2 separate regions of the Gossypium hirsutum genome follow, and region 2 is linked to region 1. Evidence: chromatin contacts called from public Hi-C data. All regions are on one chromosome and are shown on one strand. The core of a region is the stretch at or near the end of the contact, and the rest is flanking DNA. Distances in the headings are between cores, read along the strand shown. Region 1 holds the start of LOC107948387. Region 2 holds the start of LOC107948424 (heterogeneous nuclear ribonucleoprotein Q).

What was found. A called contact is a pair of places that touch in the nucleus more often than the background predicts.
Region 2: a Hi-C map of seedling shows a contact between it and region 1, with 4 times the contacts expected there. The contact joins the promoter of LOC107948424 here to the promoter of LOC107948387 in region 1. A contact is called at or near these places in 8 of 34 Hi-C or Micro-C datasets (callus, fibers, leaf and 2 more).

The regions. Positions count from the first base shown.
Region 1 is chrA04:51,093,217-51,098,660 of Gossypium_hirsutum_v2.1, reverse strand. LOC107948387 reads left to right here and starts at 2,392. Exons shown (of 1, transcript XM_016882920.2): 1 at 2,392-3,373. The coding sequence starts at 2,519. The coding sequence ends at 3,163.
Region 2 is chrA04:51,775,157-51,780,600 of Gossypium_hirsutum_v2.1, reverse strand. LOC107948424 (heterogeneous nuclear ribonucleoprotein Q) reads left to right here and starts at 3,098. Exons shown (of 9, transcript XM_016882964.2): 1 at 3,098-3,301; 2 at 3,936-4,686; 3 at 4,761-4,877; 4 at 5,093-5,233; 5 at 5,349-5,444. The coding sequence starts at 4,312.

The DNA.
Region 1 (5,444 bases), core at 1,143-3,642:
TTATGTTTGAACCTAAGTTAGTAGGATCCTTCAGAACATAATATGCTATTGTCTATGTGTGCGAATTATCAGGTACAATATGTATTCTGTTAAGTTTGTTGGTACGCTTCTGCATTGCTCTGTTGATGAAGAATAAGTGATATCTAAACATGCTAGACTGATTGTTACTGATTCTAATTTATAACCATGCATGTAACTTCATGGAAAAGCTGATATGGTCCGTTGAGGTTTGATAAGTCTGTTTTACAAAACATGGACTCCCATATTTACTGATTCTATTATTGAGAGATAGCATGACTTACATGTTCATTACTATGATTCTGCATAAGCATGCCATGACACATTGCATGGGACTTGGGTTGAAATAAAAGGAGGAAGTTTCTGGCAATTTAATGATCTGCATTTTCTGGTGGTTTATCCACACTTCTGTTCTGGAAATTTGACTGCACTATGTGGCTTGACCACATATATTTAATTCACAATTTAACTACATATTGATCAGCCATTGTTACCGGCAACTCAAGGTAGCGGGTCATTGTTGCTGAAAAACCTGAGATAACTTTATTGGTGTGTTTGGATGGATGAGTTTGGGGGAGAACTCTATTCTTGTGTGTAGCAGAGTTTGGGAAGATTGTTTCTGATAAATCTGCATTCTGGTCTGTTGAAAAATACTGCATCTGCATAAACATACATGCTTCGTTCTGCTCTGTTCTGCTCTGCTCTGTTTCGTTCTGTTCAGTTCAGTATTGTTCTACTCTGTTCCATCCTGTTCTGTTTTGCTCTATTCAATTCTGTTCTGTTTGAATTGCGTTGTTCTGCTCTGTTCTGTTTTCCCTTGTTCTGCTGTACTACTTCAGTTGGAACCTTTGTGATACTCTAGATCTGTTTGGTACTGGTTATACAACTGTTATCAAATTTTTGTGTTACTATGATTTATATATCACATTCTGTTTATTTGTATTTGAGTTTGGTTACACGCGGTGCTTGGTGACTCACCCTTTTGTCTTACTTTTATTTGTCAGGAAGGCATCTGATTTAAAATCGAACGGCTTGCGGGAGCTCGTACTGTTTTGCACTAAGATAACTACAATTTAATCCTTTGGATTTGTAATCTGTTTTGAACTTGTCTTATTTTTCTTTTTATAATCTCGTTAGTATCTGTCAAGTCTAAAACAAAACTATAAAATCATCTAAACCAACTAAAATGAATTTTTGATTTTCAAAGTTAAAACTATGAAAAGAAGTACATTTTTACTACGTTGGTGTAACTCTGTCCAAATTCAACTTAAACTTCTAGGTTGGGTTTGGAGTATTACAAATTTTCTAAAACAAAATTATTTTTTTCTAATTTTATTTTTAATATGCATATTTAATCATATATATATATATATAGAATATTGTTTTCACTCTCCTGTCAAAAGAAAATTTCAATATAATTGTAGCTAAAACCTACAAAAACATCCCACGACAGTTAAATATGCCAATGTTGTTGGCTCAGCTCTCAGTTTGCTCCCTCAGCCTCCGTCACAGCATTAGCAACGTCCAAAGTATAAGCAAAACAACTGATAAAAAATAAGCTTTGTATATGGTACGAGAAACAAAAAAAAAAATCAATTAAAATGATAATTTTAAAAAATATCAATTAAAATATTAGTTTATTAATAATAAAATTTATTGTAAATATTAAATACATGAAATTATTTTTTATTTAACAAGGGCAATTTTGTAAAGTATCATTACATTCACTTAAAAATATTTAATGAACCAAATGTGATAATGTAACTTTTCTAGAATTTTAATCAATACATTTCGTTGTAATAATGTAACTTCCCTTTAGAAAAAAAAATAACTTTTCCCAAATTTTAATCAATACATTTCAGTATATACTAAATGTTGTACAGTAAGACAATTACATTTTAAAAAATTGCATTTCATTAGAATTATAATAGAACAACACGAAATACTATCTTATATTTATCTTGAGACTATTAGAATTTGTAAATAAGAAATGTTTTTAATAAAATATTTTAATTGTGTTATGCTACAAGAAATAAGATATTTTTAAATAAATACTTTTTCCAAACATGAAGAGCCAAATTGCAACTTGTTTACCTATCTCTACATATATATATTGCTTTGTTTTCTCCTACCTCATAGTTGTTGCCAAAAAAGACCCAATCCATAACCACATTTCAAACACTTCCAACCCACTCAAATTTAATTTTGCAAAGAACAAAAACCAAAATAACCTACTTCAATTCATTCAAATCCAGCCTATAACTCTGAGTCTGCTCCATTAACTCAAAATAATTTTTTTGTCAACTCTCGAAATGAAATGATTTACTAAGATAAAGTAATTTAATAGTATTTTTGTATGGTTTTAAGTTCGAAAGAAAAAATAATGTTAAAAGAGTTTACTCCTCTTTAAAAGAGTTTAACTTCAACTTTATATTTAATCGGGATTCAATATGATTTGAATACCAAAAGTCAAGCCCCCAGTCGTCTTCTTAATCCATCAATGGGGTCCAAAGAAAGGGCAGGCATTAATGTAATATTTGAATGTTATAAGGGCATTGCCATAATCACTTTGTTTAAATACCAACAAATTAACACTTCAAACATCCTCGATTCAGTAACTCAACCTTTCATGATAAAAGTCTGTTTTCTATTGCAAGCAACTGCAAAACAAAACAAAGCCATGGGGAATTGCTTAGCTCAACAACAGAAGCTAATCAGAGTTATGAAAACTGATGGAAAAATCCTTGAATATCAACCACCCATCAAAGTTGAACAAGTTTTATCAGACTTCCTTGCTCATGCTATCTCTGATACATTCTCTGGCTTCCACCATTTTCAGCCTGATGCTAACATGCTCCCCGGCCACCTATATTACCTTGTACCTCTTCCATCAACAGCAATCAATAAGTGCAAGGAAAAGAAGGTACGGTTTTTGAATCCAGAAGTGAATGATGATGATAAAGGAAGCCCTGGTGTCGTAAGAATTAAGTTGATAATCACTAAGCAAGAATTGCAGGAGCTGATTCAAAAACAAGGAGTTACAGTTCAGGATATGGTGTCTCAGATACACAAATCGGATGCTATTGGTAACAGCGGAGGGTGGAAGTGGAAGCCTGTTTTGGAAAGTATAGATGAAGTAAACTAGTAAAGCATATCACTCTTTTAGCTAGAATTATCTTAAATTCAAGTATATACATATACACGCATATATGAAATATACTGCAACAATGTCACTACACAATACATGATGCTCCTTTACGAGAATCAGCTGACAGAAAGATGAGTACTCTTGAACCGAATCCATGCCCTTTGTGAACATCCATGACTTTGTCGTGTTTGACATCACTTAAATGGCTTCTACCACTCAGTTAAACGAAGCAACAAAGAATATCGATCACTTCTGCTTAAACTAAAACAAAATGCACAGGTCTTTATTACCAGGTCTCAGACACAAAGAGCTAATTACTAGTCGGTAAAAACCCCGATCAAACAGAAAATATTCAAAATCTCAGCACCCTTTTATGTCAAAATAAGAATCAAGGTTCATCAATGGAGTTCATATTTCACCACATTGTAGGTAACTTAAATTAATATGTTCCACAAAAAGAAGTGATTACTAGATCAAGTCTCACCTGCCAAGTCATTAAAAGAACATTTCTAATAGCCATCTCACCATAAAAGGAAGTTTGAAAAGGAAAAATGGAATGCTGGCAACTAATGCATCCTTTAGAGCCTAACCTACCTAAAACAAGTCTAGTTATATTTTCTGCGGTGGTAATTATCAGGGTTATGGTGGTGCGTCTACTGCTCCACCCATGATAGCATTTGTGCTTATTGCTCATAATTAGTAGGCAATGCTTTCATAGACTGTTAGGGCAAGTCAACTTGACCCGGTAAAAGAATTCATTATCTGGTGCAGGAAAAGCTTAGGGGAGTTCGCTTTGGTATGTCTAGAAGCCATGAATCATGATACTCTGGCATTGGCCACATTTCCAACACTAATCAAGCTCTCAATTTGCTTCTTCTAAGAGCACTGGTTTCTGAAAATAAACCTAAACTATATCATGAAAACATCAATAGCTAATAAATCATAATAAAATTTAAAATTTAAAAACAGAAAGGTTCCGAAAATGAAGGTAAAATAGAATTTGATAAGATGTGTTCCATGTCATTACCACACTCTGGAAGTTGAATATATTCACAAAATCATTTCAAATCATCATAAATTTTTGCAACAAAAAATAAAACGTTTTATGAATGAAAGACTAAATGCTTCTAACCATGGTCAAACGGATGTACAGAGACATCAACACAGATAAATTAATACATACACACCGTTGTGATAATAAGTAAACACAACCCTATTTTTCATTTAAACATCCAGAGCATGTCAAGCAAAGAGAAAAAAGAGCCCCAAAACAAGCTAGGAATAACAGATGCGGTACTCCATGAACATGCTTGATGATCAGCCGTCTTAAGTGCCTCATTCATTGGAAAAGGCATGGCACCAAGTTTGCCATACATGGCATTTTTTAACTTGCTGAGCCACAACTATTTGCATAGCGTCACCTTAGATTTAGCTGATAGCTCTTTCCTCATTCAGGGTATATTCAGAATTTTTGTAGGATTCAAAGTACTGATTATAGACACTTCTGTTTCACTTTATCATGTAGGTGTAATATATGTAATTTAGACTCTTCATTTTCCCTAAATTATCCGTGTTTGACATCTATATCAGAAATATATTTGAACACAACATTGGAGAATAATCCTCCAAATATGTGGAAAAAGTTTGGAAAAGAATTGAGCATATTAATGTCAAATACAGACCTATATCTTACCCATCTAAAAGTTCAATATTAAAAACCCAAAGATAGTCTTCTTCCACTAAAGAGGGTGGTCAGATTTTGAAACATCCCCACTATTAGGCCTGCAGGGAAAGGTACAGTTAAGATACAGACTTGGTCTCCAGCCTAAAATGATTTTTATATGAATAAAATATATTTTTACACTACCACGATTGGTTTTCATAGGCTTGGTTTATAAGCGTAAACAGTCCTACCATGGGAAGAAAATGAAGTTCCCACCCAGAACTCTTTTAACAAGATTTAAAAGAAAAGCAGTGGGAGAACTGTTTAGAAGCATGATGACTTCACTGTAAGCTTTAAATGTTGTGGCCATTGGCCAACAATGCATGTAAGGACCTCCATTTTGGAAAAACAGAATAGAAAAAAGAAATGAGAAGTGAAGAAAACAAAAGGAAGGTGAAGATAGCAGCCATATCGAAATTGTCTATTATTTATTCTTCTGCTAATTTTCTGGGAATTTGGAATTTGGAACACTTAAACATAAGTAAATGCTCCTTCTAAATTGAACTAAAGCATATTACTATCGTACCACGAATTTGGTACATAGCGGATTACTTT
Region 2 (5,444 bases), core at 1,849-4,348, 680 kb before region 1:
TTTTTCCCCTTAATCGAGGTTTTGTTCCATTGGGTTTTCCTGGAAAGATTTTTAATGAGGCAGCATATTATGCGTATTATAGATATGTGTATTCTTTTTCCTTCCCTAAGAATTTTTTTCCCACAAGTTTTTTTTTATCTTAGTAAGGTTCTTACAAATTCTAATAGTAATTAGAAGTAGAGTTTTATTTCATTTTTACTTTTTATGCTTATAAATATAGACTTTGAAAAAGGATTGTAGATGATTCCCATTGATTAATAAAATATGGTCTCTCTTTTACTCTCTTATTTTTTTTTTATTCTTTACTCTCTGTCTATTTATTTTATACAACTTTATTATTATTATTTTTTGCTTAATTAAAATATGTCATTCAAATAAGGGGAAAAATAATCATTTCCTTTAATTTACTTAACTTTCGTTTATTTTAGGAAATCCCGACATGCTGATACCTTTTATATTTATTTATAAACAAATAAAAGATAATAAATATAAGAGCAAAAATAAAAATATATCCAAAGTATTTTTATGAGGCAATAAAACTTTTTTTTTGCTTTTAATTTAAAGGAAAAAGTTGACACAAAAAATAAAGAACAATAGTAGGGAAGAAAGGAAAAATATTATTGAAATATAAACTATAGATTAATTTAATATTCTATAAATTATTACTTTAAATTGCACTATAAATTGTTATTTATTTATATAAAAGGAAAAACTAAAATTTCAAAAATATTTATTACAGATAAATAATATTATAATTAATTATAAATTTAAAAATATTTTAATTATAATATAAATATTATCTATTTGATTTGTAGTTATTTATGAAAAGAATAATAAAAAATATTATGAAAAACAAACAAATAATGCTGCAAAATGATACACAGATCACCGACGGACATGTATAATAATCCTTAAATATTGCTGACAAATACAACTGTTTGCTATTTATAAACTTAGAACTCCAATGTGGAATAAATCTCAAATATATATATATAAGATTTAAATTTTGATTTAATTTAATATATAAATTAGTATATAAATTTTTTTATTTTGTTTTAAATGTATATATAAAAATTAAATTTTAATTCAATTATATACATTTAAAAATAAAATTTCAATTATACACATTAAAAAAATAAATTTATTTTAGTAATGGATAAATGTAATTATATGAATATGCAATATATAAATAAAGAATGATGTTATATCACTAACTGTATTAATAATTTGTGATAATTAGATCAAATAAGAAATTAATGTATAAATTTACACAAAATCAAAATTCATGCAATAAATTGCATATTAGACTATGATTCATTTATAGTTTTGAAATTTATCTGTATTAAAATTAAAACATATGAGGGCTTCTTTTAGAAGTGTTGATAGATTAAGTGGAATAGATCGGATTTATGCGAAGTATCAATATCATATATAATTATTTAAATTTGGTCCGATTCAAAATTTGAACTTTAAATTTTGTTCAAGTACTTCAATAACTAACTTAAACTCATTTAGGCTTATCTATATTATTTTATTTTTAAAATATAATTATTTTTAATTTAATATTTATTAATTATATTTACCTTACTGTATTTTTCGTATTATTAAAATTTAAATATTAAAACATTTTTTAACATTAACATATTATATTGATTTTTCATAAAATATAAATTATATATATAAAATAAATGAAAAATAATAATATATATAAAAACACGAATATTAAAAAATTAAAGAATACTTCTTTTCATTCATTATATTATTAAATTTACATTAAAAAAAAAATTCTATTCTACATTTTCATATAATAGAGTTTTTTTATGATTTAAACAATACAATGAAGTTGGAGCTAGATTCAACGTACTAACAATAAGTAATTATTAATAATAGATAAAATCATTTGAATAATTCTTTTTTGTATTTATTCATTTAAGAAGAATAAGTAATATTTATAAATTAATAATATATATATATTAATTTTAGGGAAGAAGAGAAAATACATTAGTCCTCAGCTCTGAAAATAATTTCCTCCGATCCTAGATTTCCCCTCAATTGCACCATTTAAAAGAATTCACCAATCCATCAAGCATTCCTCCTCTGCTTGTGTTGCAGTTCAATCTTTAGTTTTTGCATTAGATTACACCATCCCCACCCCTCTCTTCTTGGGTTTTATCAGTGAATCTACAATATTATAAAATCATACATCTTACTTCAATCCTACCATTGCAAAACTAATATAAATATAGTAATTATATTATAAATGTACCAAAAAAATAGAAATTATATTTTGACGTTAAAATTAATACTTAATGCTTAATTTCATCATTTTAAATCATTATTATATATACAAAATAAATTAAACTATAATATCAATTCTACTACCTTTATTAAAACTTAAAATTTTCATATATTAATATTTTATTATCATATTAAAACTAATTTTGAAAAAAGAAAATATTTGATGTAAGTTTTTAGACTCCACGAGTAAAGTTAGAAAGTTGACAAAGTCTTATACAGTATAATAAAATATTAAAAAATATTAAAAAAAAGAGAAGATTGACAAATGTCTTATAGTGGTATAATAAAGTATTAAAAAAGAGACATACAATAATTTTTTAAAATTACTTGTAAAATAAAAAAAATATATTATGTACTAAATATTAACATTTATTTTCTTCGCTACAAATAATAATATTATTTAATACATTAATAATATAATTAATTTATTTAGAGAGATAAAAAATGAAGATAGAAAAATTGAAAGTACGGGATTTATAACATTGCAATTTTCTAAATAAAGATATAGTTTTTTAATATTGTATAATTAATTAAATTATGGTTTAGGTAATGGAAAGTTCTTTTAAATTATTATTTAACATTCTGTTTTAATTATTAGTTTTTTTAATAATAAATACTTACATTAATTATATGAAATGAAAATATATTATGAACTTAAAAATTATATATAAATTTGAACTTCAAAATATTAATTATTAAATTTATATTTTAAACCAAAATTTTTAGTTTTAATTTAATTTTTAAATTTAATATTTTTTTTCCAAAATCGTTTAAATTTCTCAATTATCTTAAGCTGGCCGTTAGTAGCCCCTCCTCAATCCCCATATATAAAACATAATAATAAACAAAACACCATTCATTCTATTGCTATCTGTAGGGTACAACACCGATTCTGAAGCCCCTGCGAAATTAAAAGCTCCTCTTTTAATCTCACAAATTAGGGTTTTCCGTAACAAAATCCCTTATTAGGGTTTTCCTCTCATTCTTCAATATTTCGAGCTCGGTAAGCACTCTTTTCTTCTTCTTTTCCCCCCGAAATTTTTGTATACATAATCACCAATATCTTCTTTGCTTTTAGTGCTGAATGTTTAATATATATATATTTCCTAATCAATCGACGTTTCAGGATATATTGAATTCGAAATGCTTGTATGCTTTTCTTTTTCCTGTTTATTAAATTGTTGAAGTTATTGCTAAACGCTAAGATATAAATATAGTGAAATTTGAAAAAAAAAAGAAAAAGAAAATTGTATTTTCTATCTTTGATGTTTGGAGTTTCATAAATTGTTAGCGAATTAGCGAGGTAAGTTCAAAAATAAAAGAAGTAAGGAAAACTGAGCCCTTTATATCTTTTTCATATATATAATATACACATAATATGGATCGAAAATTTGAAAGACGGGCTGCTAGCAAATTGTTAAATTAATTATTAAACCTTTTTCTCCATTTGCTTTGGCCATTGCTGCGTTATAATAAGAAATATTTCTTTGCAAATCTGTTTTTCTCTTTTGCTGGAATCTCTTATTGTATTCCTTCTATTTCTATATTTTATGCCTTTAGGTTCAATTTCTCATTACTTATTTTCTGCCTTTTTGTTTTTCTTCCCTTTTTCCCCTTTTGGTGAATGAATTTCCCAGATATATAAGTAATCGATGAAACTGGCCGTTTTCTTGGGCAATTGTCTGTATCTTTTATCTAGTTTCAAGAATACTTTGTTGACATCAGAATCCTCTTGATTATCACTCACAACTCTCTTTGCCTGTGTCTATTGCTTTTTTTTCTTTGTTTTTACTATTCTGGAACTCTCTTTTCTGAGAACCACTCTAGCTGCGACTCCTTTGAAGCCATATATCCTCATGGAAAAAATTCAGTCAAAAGTCTTATTTTGCAACTCCATTGGCCTCTCATTTTTTTCCTACTTTCCACATTTGTACTCTTTTCTTTTGTCAATGCTTCTGGCTTCTGTGCTTCCTTCACAGTTGTCTTGCAAGCTTGCTTTATTAGATACATAAAATGTCAAGGACAAGGGAAGAGAATGAAGAGCAGGTAGACCTTGAAGGGGACAATGAGCAAGAGGAGACTATAGGGGAAGAGGTTGAATATGAAGAAATAGAGGAAGAGGAGGAAGTGGAAGTTGAGGAAGAGGTTGAAGAAGAGGTGGAAGATGAGGATGAGAATGAGAATGCTGAGCTTGTTGATGTTCAAAAAGGCTCTGATGGTGATGAGGAGTTGAATGATTCTGAGACAGAGGAAGAAAAGAAAAAGAAACATGCAGAACTTCTTGCACTTCCTCCTCATGGATCAGAGGTCTACATTGGTGGCATTCCTCATGACACTTCTAAAGAGGACTTGAAGAGATTTTGTGAATCTATAGGAGAAGTCATAGAGGTACATTGCTAATATCAATGCGCTGCCTGTATGCTTATTTTGACTGACTAGATGCGTAAATATAATGACTGCAGGTTAGGATAATGAAGGGGAAGGATTTAGGTGAGGGCAATGGTTATGCTTTTGTGACGTTCAGATCCAAAGAGTTAGCATCCAAAGCTATTGAAAGACTGAATTATTCTGAATTCAAGGTGAGGAAGAATGCACAGCTTTTTGTGTTAACAGATTCTAGCAGGGCTTAACATAATAATATATGCTGTTATTTATTTGTGTTAGTATTCCTCTCCCTTTTTGCTTCCTATGAATATATACATTGATGAATTGTGGCATCATTTCTTTTTCACTTATATTTTCTCCTTTGTAACATATATCTGTTTTCTTGTTTTCTCCTTTTTGTCTTCTTCAGGGGAAGAAGATAAAATGTTCAACTTCTCAAGCAAAGAATAAGTTGTTCATTGGTAATGTTCCCAGAAACTGGGGGGAGGAAGTTATGAGGAGGGTTGTAAATGATGTTGGGCCTGGAGTCGGTTGTATTGAATTGTTGAAGGTTTGTGCATATATTGTCTGTCGTATCCCAGTTTATGAGACTGATTCAGTTTAATATTCCATTACTTATGTGCCAGCCTGTATTAGTTTTTGATGGCATGTGCTTGACGTGGCAGGATCCAATGAACCCCGGCCGAAACCGTGGATTTGTTTTCATTGAGTACTCTAATCATGCATGTGCTGAATACTCGAGACAGAAAATGTTGAAGCCA